Linked DNA regions of Zea mays: region 2 is linked to region 1. Evidence: chromatin contacts called from public Hi-C data. All regions are on one chromosome and are shown on one strand. The core of a region is the stretch at or near the end of the contact, and the rest is flanking DNA. Distances in the headings are between cores, read along the strand shown. Region 1 holds the start of LOC103629309 (proline-rich receptor-like protein kinase PERK8). Region 2 holds the start of LOC103629310 (phospholipid-transporting ATPase 10).

Evidence for each region. Hi-C and Micro-C count contacts between places; a contact is called where the count stands out from the background.
Region 2: a contact with region 1 is called in a Hi-C map of leaf, with 8 times the contacts expected there. The contact joins the promoter of LOC103629310 here to the promoter of LOC103629309 in region 1. A contact is called at or near these places in 11 of 25 Hi-C or Micro-C datasets (bundle sheath, ear, endosperm and 2 more).

The regions. Positions count from the first base shown.
Region 1 is chr6:53,661,278-53,665,631 of Zm-B73-REFERENCE-NAM-5.0, forward strand. It overlaps LOC103629309 (proline-rich receptor-like protein kinase PERK8), which reads left to right and starts at 3,024. Exons shown (of 8, transcript XM_008650470.3): 1 at 3,024-4,241. The coding sequence starts at 3,623.
Region 2 is chr6:53,875,324-53,879,928 of Zm-B73-REFERENCE-NAM-5.0, forward strand. LOC103629310 (phospholipid-transporting ATPase 10) reads right to left here and starts at 1,305. Exons shown (of 9, transcript XM_020540234.2): 1 at 358-1,305; 2 at 1-219. The coding sequence starts at 825.

The DNA of each region.
Region 1 (4,354 bases), core at 1,774-4,273:
GTTTGAAATATGAAATTAGGGCTAAATCTGTGATTAAATAAAAGTCCAGGGGGCTATTCTAAAGAAACCAGGGACCTATGCGCTAAAACAGAGGACGACGGGTTGATTTCCTAAAACCAGGCGGTTCTTAAGCAAAACTCACACGCGAAGGGGTACGGGGTCATCTCAGCCATCAGATCAGAGATCAACGGCCCGGTTTAGATCGCGCGGGCGCGCGGACGCAGCTGACAAGCGGGGCCAGGGCGTCAGCGGGTCAGGGCGGACTGACTAGCTGGGCCCAGAGGCAGATACGCGGGTGAGGGGGAAGAGAGAGGGGAGGTCAGATCCCGATCGTAGGGCTAGGATTAGATCTACTCGGATTAAGTCCAAACCATCTGATCTCGGACAGGCGGCCGAGATCTAACGACCAGGGCTGGCTTGGGCGCGGTGGCGCCGCTCGGTCCCACGGCGAGAGTTCGCCGGAGATGAGCAGGTCGTCCACGGCGGGGCACTAGAGGCTCGGGAACTAGCCTGGCGAACTCGGCCATGGCCTTCACACCAGCGCGGGGGCACCAGCGAGCGCAGGCTACGGCGGGGTGGGCTAACAGTGGCGCTGGATTGCTCCGGCGAGCAATCGCGCGAGCTATAGAGTGGGGATAACCAAATTAAGGGCACGGGCAGGTTGCTCACCTCAAGCAGAAGCGCTGACATCACGAAGTAATAGCGGAGGCGCAGAGGATTGACGGGGCGACCGTGGCGGACTCTGGCTGCGCAAGAAAACGCTCCGGTGAGCGCGGACCAGACGCAACAGGGAGGGAGAGGGCACACCGAAGGGTGTCCCGAGCAGCTGACGGTAACGTGAAGCTCACCATGGCACTGGACGGGGCACGAGCGCAACGGCGGCCACGGAACAGGCGGTGGGCGTCGGCGGATGGTGGCGGAGCTCCCTGTTCGCGTGGGCAGAGCGAGAGATAGGGCGAGAGAGCTGGGCACGGGGTGCAAATGAGAGAGGGGAGGTGGGCGAGCAGGGCGCGTCGCTCGGACGTGGCTGGAGAACGCGCGGTCGTGGGCGCGTCCACGGTGGGGAGATCGTGGGCGAGAGGTTAGAGACGACTGACAGGTGGGGACGGTGGGACAGAGAGAGAGAGAGAGGGAGAGTGGGCGCGGGGGGGGGGGGGGAGAATGGCGCCGACAGCTCTGGCCCACGGGGCAGAGAGAGAGAAGGCGCGCTCAGGCTTGCGCCGATAGGCGGGGCCCGCCTGTTAGACACAAGGGACGCACGGGTGCGCGAGGGGGCTAGGCTAAATGGGCCGACTTGGGCTGAAATGGCCTTTTCTATTTTCCTGGAATTTCTATTGCCTTTTCTATTTGTTTTCTCTAGGGTTTTCAATTCAAATTCAAATCAAGTTTCAAATTCAAACCAAATCAAATATGTGCAACAATTCAAAGAATAATTAAGCTTAATATGATGCAACATTCCATGACTCATATGTTTTGGGCAAAATAAATTAAATAATCCCTCACTAATACAACTAACTCTAATTAAAAGAGAAAGATAGAGAGAAAACTAAGGAGAGAGAGAGACTAGAGTGAAATAGTGAAGAGTAACACCTGAATTTGGATGATCATAAGAAAGAAATTTTATACCCCAAATTCAGTGTGTTACACAAACACATTAGTCCACATGTTATTTTGTTCATCAAACACCAAAACCTATTTAGCCAAATGGCCCTCGGTCCATTTTTCTTACACTTACCAACAAATCCGGCAAAGTAGTTGCCAAATATGTTGGGGCAAACACAAGAGTCTAAAGACTTGTGTTTGGGTACCCAAGGTGCTTGTTTCTAATGTGAAAGAACCCAAGACCGTTTGGGTACCTAAGTACAAGACCTAAATTTGTGTTGTAGGTTTATGCATCCGGCAGAACAAGTTGGATAATTGACAGCGGGTGCACAAACCACATGACAGGGGAAAAAAATGTTCTCCTCATATGAGAAAAATAATGATCCTCAAAGAGCAATCACATTCGAGGATGGAAATCAAGGTTTGGTCAAAGGATTGGGTAAAATTGCTATATCTCCTGACCATTATATTTCTAATGTTTTTCTTGTAGAATCTCTAGGTTACAACTTGCTTTCTATTTCTCAATTATGCAAAATGAGCTACAACTGTTTATTTACTGACGTTGATGTTATCGTCTTTAGAAGAAATGATGATTCACTAGCTTTTAAGGAAGTGTTAGATTGTTTCACTGATAACAATTCTAAACTAGACACTTGCTTAATTGCTAAAACTAATATGGGCTGACTCTGACATCGCCGACTTGCTCATGTTGGGATGAAGAATCTTTACGAGCTTCTAAAGGGGGAAAAGATTAATGATGATGTAAATCGTGTATTTTAAGCTCTAAATTATGTATTTTAGAAAAAAAATCAAATTATATTATTAGGAAGGAAAAGATTAATGATGATGTAGAAAGTAACAATATGACACTATTTATGTCTCTTAGATTTTTGATAAAAAATGTAAAATATAGCACGATTGAAACTATTTTTTTACGAGATGAGCCTTATTATATTTTAAGATAAGAAATGCTGTTGTAAAATAGAAATTGGGCCTGTTTGGTTTAGCTTTTTTCTGACCAGCTTTTCTGAAAATCTGGCTGTAGGGAGAATCTAGCTGTGGGGAGAATCTGAGTATCATTACGATTTCGTGTGGAGGACAATAAAGTTGTTCATAGGGCTCAGAATCTAGAAAGTAACAGATTCCTACTATTACAACGAATCAACCGATTATGTGTTTATGTTGATTTTGGATGGTTTTTGCCCCAATGAATTTTATAGAAGCTGACTGAAAAGCGTTTATGTTGATTTTGGATGGTTTTTGCCCCAACGAATTTTATAGAAGCTGACTGAAAAGCTGAGCGTTTGGCAGTCCGCAGCAGCTTTTGGTGGCCAGAAGCTGCCAGAAGCCGAAACAAACAGTGCCATTGTTTGGCAGGTGTATGAAATGGAAGTAGAGTGAAGAGGCATGGAGACGGTAATTATGGTGACAGCAGAGCAGGTCACGGCAGTGGTCCAAGTCCAACGACCGGACCGGACGGACCCCGGCGGCCGGCACCCAGCGGCAGCGGAAGGGGAATCATCGTCCACTCGCAACTCCTTCCTGGCCCCTCCCACTCACCGCTGGACACTTCCATCAATCTCTTTCCCCCTTCCCTTGGATTCGTTTCAGCTACTGAAACTGAACGCGGGCAGTGGCAGGCAGGATCAGCCGAGCCGAGTTCCATTTCCGCCACCGTCCCTTCCCCCTCTGCCCCTCGTTCCTCGTCTTCTCTATTTGCTTGGCTTGGCTTGCTTTTGGTTCAACTTCCACACCATTCATTCATTTCTTGGATTTCTTTGGTGGCGTCCGCAAGTCAAGTCCCTTCCCCCTTCCGCCCCTCGTCAAAGCAAGCAAGCAAAAGTGGTGCGGTGCCATCAGAGTAAGCAAGCTCCCCATTTTCCCTATTCCTATACTACTACTAGTAGCTGCAGCAGCATCCACCGGATGGCCATGTCCAGCGACACCGCCGCCACGACGGGGACATGCACCAAGCCCAACCCCAACCACCGCCTCCCACTCTCAATAGCCTGATTGATTCATGGCCTCCGCCCCCACCACCGCCTCTTCTCCGCTACCGGCGTCCTCGCGGCCCACTGCCACACCGCCCGACACCGCTGCCACGCCCCCGCCCCTCACCTCTCCCGCACCCGCCGCTCCTCCACCCTCCTCCCACTCCCACTCCCACTCCCAGCCGTCGCCTGGGCCTCCTCAACACACAGCCTCGCCGCCGCCGCGGGCGGCTGCTGCTCCTCCAAGGCCGCCGCTGCTCTCGCCCCCTCCAACGTCCCCGACGCCGTCTGCCGCTCCGACGCCCTCGCCATCTCCGCCAGCGTCCCCGGCCCCTGCACCACCTCCTTTTAGCGCTCCTCCGCCGTCAGCACGACCACTGCCTACGCCTGCCATCGCAGTCGACCCGGCCAGGGGCAAGAACCCAAGTTGGAACAAGTCGTCCAGCCCGGGTGCGCCGTCCAGGAGCCCATCCGCCCCCTTTGGCGGCCTTGGTAATGGTGTTGTAGCCATCGCCGCTGCGGTGGTCGCCCTGCTCCTTCTTAGCCTCCTAGTCACAGCAGTTTGGTTCAACCGCAAGCGCAAGAGGAAGCAGATGAGTGGTTACAGAGCTGGTCTCATGTCGCCTTTTTCTTCGCAGCAACCTTCGGGTATTTTGTTTTGTTTCTCACTCCTCCCTATATATCATGCAACATACAGCTTTTTTGTCATTTTTTAATAAATTATCTTGTGAGTTGCCCTTTTCACTGTGCTGGCTGATTGT
Region 2 (4,605 bases), core at 55-2,554, 210 kb after region 1:
GTTGGTCTCGCCGTCCAGGTTCATGGTCTCCACGTAGCAGATGGCGTCGTCGTAGCTAGAGGAGAGCAGGACGAGGTCAGCCGGGAAGAATTCGTCCTTGTGGACCTTGACGATGTCGCCCACGCGGATGTCCTTCCATTTGGCATCGCGGAAGCCGCCGCCGCCGCCGATGTTGTTGACCTGGAAGACCTGAGTCTTCCTGTTGTTCACCTCCGTGTCCTGGAACGGATCATTCATTCTTTCATGATTCATTTCACTCACCGAGACAGACCGAGTATGTAATCAATCAAATTAATTGTTTTGACAGAGAAGAAGAAGAAGAAGAAATTGAAGTGAAGTTGGATAGTAGTACGGTACCTGCTGGTTCCTCCTCCAGTCTTCGATTGCCTCCTTGATCATGGTGGCGACGAGGACGATGACAAGCGGCGCAATGGCGCTGGAGGAGCTGTAGGCGGCGAGGGGGCTGTAGGCGATGCCGGCGGAGAGGAGGAAGTAGATGTTGGCGACGCGGCGGAACTGCTCGAAGAGGGACTTGGGCAGGAAGGTGAAGAGGTTGTACTTGGTGGTGGAGATGGAGTTGCTGGAGGCCATCTGCTGCTGCTGCTGCTGCAGCAGGTCAGCTGCAGCCGCTGAAGGCTCGCCGCCGCCGGCGTTGACCGTGACCACCCTGGAGAAGCCGGGGCCTCCTATCCTGGACACGGAGTGGTCGTCGGCCACGCTGGGCCGGCGGCCGCACGCATAGCTGTAGAGCTTGCTGAGGCGCACGGCGGACCTCCGCCGCCGCCGCCGGCCGTTGGTGGCGTTGCCGTCATCTTCGCCGGCCATTGTATTGTATTGTGTTATACTGGAAATCCCTGCTGCGGTTACAAATGGAGAAGAAGTAGCTGCTACTGCTGCTGGCTGCCGCCTTGAATCAAAATCAAATCAAATCAATTGAATCCCTAAGTGAAAAAAAAAACTAAAGGAGCTCGGCTGAGCTGACAAACGGAAACCCAGATGAGATGGAGAGGAGAGGGAAGGAAAGGAACACGCAAATAAAAGGGGAAGGGAGGGGACAGGGGGATTGGTCGCTCTGTTCGTGCGTGGTCAATATATGCTTTGCTTAGTACAACAGGATAGGAGATTAGGAGGAGCAACAGCTTTCTTGTTGCTTGGAAAGCTCCGCGCAGAGACCAAGAAGAAGGGATGGCATGGCCCGGCCGCGTTTGGCAGCCAGGGGGAGACTGAATCAAATCAACTCAAAATGGAGGAAGAATAATAAGACGAGGCAGACGGGGGAGGGGCTCCGTCTCTGTCCCGCCCGCCAAACGGACACGGAGTACAAACCAAGGGGTAGTAGCCAACCAACCCCCCCAAATGGCAGATGGGAAATGGCCCACCTCTCGTGCGTTTGCTTGGAAAGAATTTGTTGAATCCGGAGTGCTCCCTCTCCTCTCCCTCAGTCATCGTTGACTTGCCTGGCCGCCCCATGTCCCTTCCAATCTTCTAGAAGATACCGGCCAAACAAATGCGCTGCTGCTACAACTACGTTTTTTTTTGGAAAAAATTTTGATGTGTTCTACAATATTTTTTTTCATAGAGCAACTTTTTAATCAGGAATTGGAATTATCGATTTCTATGACTCCTACCGACCCTTGGTCCTCTCGCTTCATTCGTCCACCCAGTCACAAAAGAAAGCAGTGTGTTTGTTAACGGGTTGATACGAGTTGGAACAGGTTGAACCTGCATCAACTCATGTTTGGTTCAAAAGGCTAGTAGGTTAAGTTGGTTTCAGATCAAAATATCCCTTTAAAATGCGGATTCTAGGAGTTCCTCAAAAACAATCGAACCACTCCGACCCACTTCCTCTCCACCCCTCATGTCACCCACGCGGTCACACCATATCTTCACCCAAGCGCAGCCTGCGCAGGGCGCACCGCCACCGCCGACCTGTTATCCAGTCATCGGCTCCCCCGTCGGCCTGCCCTCCGACGCGATGCACCCCCGACCACGCCCGCCATCAGAGTCCTCCGCCGCCCTGCCCTCCGGCGCCGGTGTGTTCTCCCGTCGTCGGACTGCCCCCACCGACCTGTCCTCCAGCGCGCTACACCCCCGTCCGCGCCTCCCAACGACGTTGTTTATGCCGTGATCCAGCCCCTGCCACCATCCACCGATACCACCTCCATGTCCCCTACCGACACCACAAGGTGAGAAGCATTTGGAATTAAAGATACCATTCTTAGTGCGGTAATGTGATCAGGAAGGTGACCATATTCAGTTCATCCTTAATTCATCCCTCATCACGAAACCAAACAAGAGACGGTGCAGCTTCAACCCACTTCAACCCTGTAATCAAACAAGAAATTGTGTTCAACCCGTCACTTCAACCAAACAAGGAACGGGTCCGATCCAACCCACAAAAATGGGTCGGTTTCAACCCAACCCACTTTGTTCCGAAACCAAACACTCTAAAAACGAATGCTTACGTGTTAGATGGAGATAGTGCTGAACGAAATGCTCGTGGCTCGTCGGCTCGCTAGGTTCGTGATCAGCTCGGTTCGACTCATTTAACTTTTTCACGAGATGATCTGACAACCTAGCTCGGTTCGTTAACGAGCCAGCTCGCGAGCTAAACGAGATATCACATTTCAGCAAAACAAAACCATATACATATCATTTATGTGTATGTGTGATGTTTATGACCTACGAGTTAAACTAATGATTGATGAACTATGTCTGTGTGCTAAATTGGTCTATACGAATATAACTGTGGTTTAAATTGATGAAAGTACACACAAATGTTGCAAACATGAAAAACAGTAGTAGATTCATTGCACATTTTCCTAGGCACATGAGACACAACATTATTTCTCATAGGCCTACTTCTACCATGCACAAAAATAGAGCTAGAGGCAAACATAGCATGTGAATCGTTATAAGCAGTATGAACATAACTCTTATTATAATGAGAACGACTAGCAATTTTTCTATCATAAATAAAAGCATGGTTCCTTTGAGGACTACTAGCCATTGGGGCCTTTCCTTTCTCCCTGTTGAGAACGGGAGCCTTTTGGCTTGTTAAGTTCTTGGTTTCCCTTCGAAAACCAAGTCCATCTTTAATCGAGGGGTGTCTACCAATAATGTAGGCATCCCTAGCAAATTTTAATTTATCAAAATCACTTTTGCAAGTCTTAAGTTGAACATTAAGACTTGCCACCTCATTATTCAATTTAGTAATAGAAATAAGATGTTCATCACATGCATTAACATCAAAGTCCTTACATCTATTACAAATACTAACATGCTCTATACATGAACTTATTTTACTAGCTTCCTCTAGCTTAGCATTTAAATCATCATTTAAATTATTTAGACTAGAGATAGATTCATGGCAAGCAGATAACTCAGAAGATAGCATTTCATTTCTCTTGGTTTCTAAAGCAAGAGATTTTTGTACACTAACAAATTTGTCATGTTCCTCATACAAAATGTCCTCTTGCTTTTCTAACAGTCTATCTTTTTCATTTAGAGCATCAATTAATTCATTACTTTTCTCTACTTTGGCTCTATCTAAACCTTTAAATAAACTAGAGTAATCTACTTCATCGTCGGAAGAATCTTCGTCACTAGAGGAAGTGTACTTGGGAGTGTCCTAAATACATACCTTTTTCTCCTTAGCCATAAGGCAAGTATGGCGTTCGTTGGAGAAGAGCGAAGACTTGTCGAAGGCCGAGGCAGCCAATCCTTCATCGTCGGAGTCGGATGAGGAGCAATCAGAGTCCCACTCCTTTCCAAGGTGTGCCTCGCCCTTCGCCTTCTTGTAGTTTTTCTTCTTCTCCTTCTTCCCATACTTTTCTTGTCCCTGGTCATTATCGTTATCGGGGCATTGTGCTATGAAATGACCAGTCTTACCGCATTTGAAGCAGGAGCGCTTTTCCTTGTTTTGTTCTTGTTGGGGGTATTCTTTGCGTCCTTTGAGCGCGGTCTTGAAACGTTTGATGATAATGGCCATCACATCTTCATTTAGTCTGGCAGCCTCCACTTGTGCCACCTTGCTTGGTAGCGCCTCCCTGTTGCTTGTTGCTTTAAGAGCAACGGGCTATGGCTCGTAGATGGGTAGTGGACCATTTAGTGTATCGTCCACATATCGAGCCTCCTTCACCATCATGCGCCCGCTCACAAATTTTCCGAGGATCTCCTCGGGCGTCATCTTGGTGTACATGGGGTTTTCGCGAATAAGATTGACAAGATGGGGGTCAATTACAGTAAATGACCTTAGCATGAGTCGGACGACATCATGATCCGTCCATCTTGTGCTTCCGTAGCTTCGGATCTTGTTAACCAGGGTCTTGAGCCTGTTGTAGGTCTGAGTTGGCTCCTCTCCCCTGATCATCGCGAACCTTCCCAGCTCGCCCTCCACCAGTTCCATCTTGGTAATCATGGTGGCATCATTTCCCTCATGTGATATTTTGAGGGTATCCCAGATCTGTTTGGCATTGTCTAAGCCACTTACTTTGTTACACTCATCCCTGCAAAGTGAAGCTAGCAAGACAGTAGTAGCTTGGGCATTTTTACGAATTTGTTCATTAATTATCACAGAGTTATCCGTACTATCGAAATGCATCC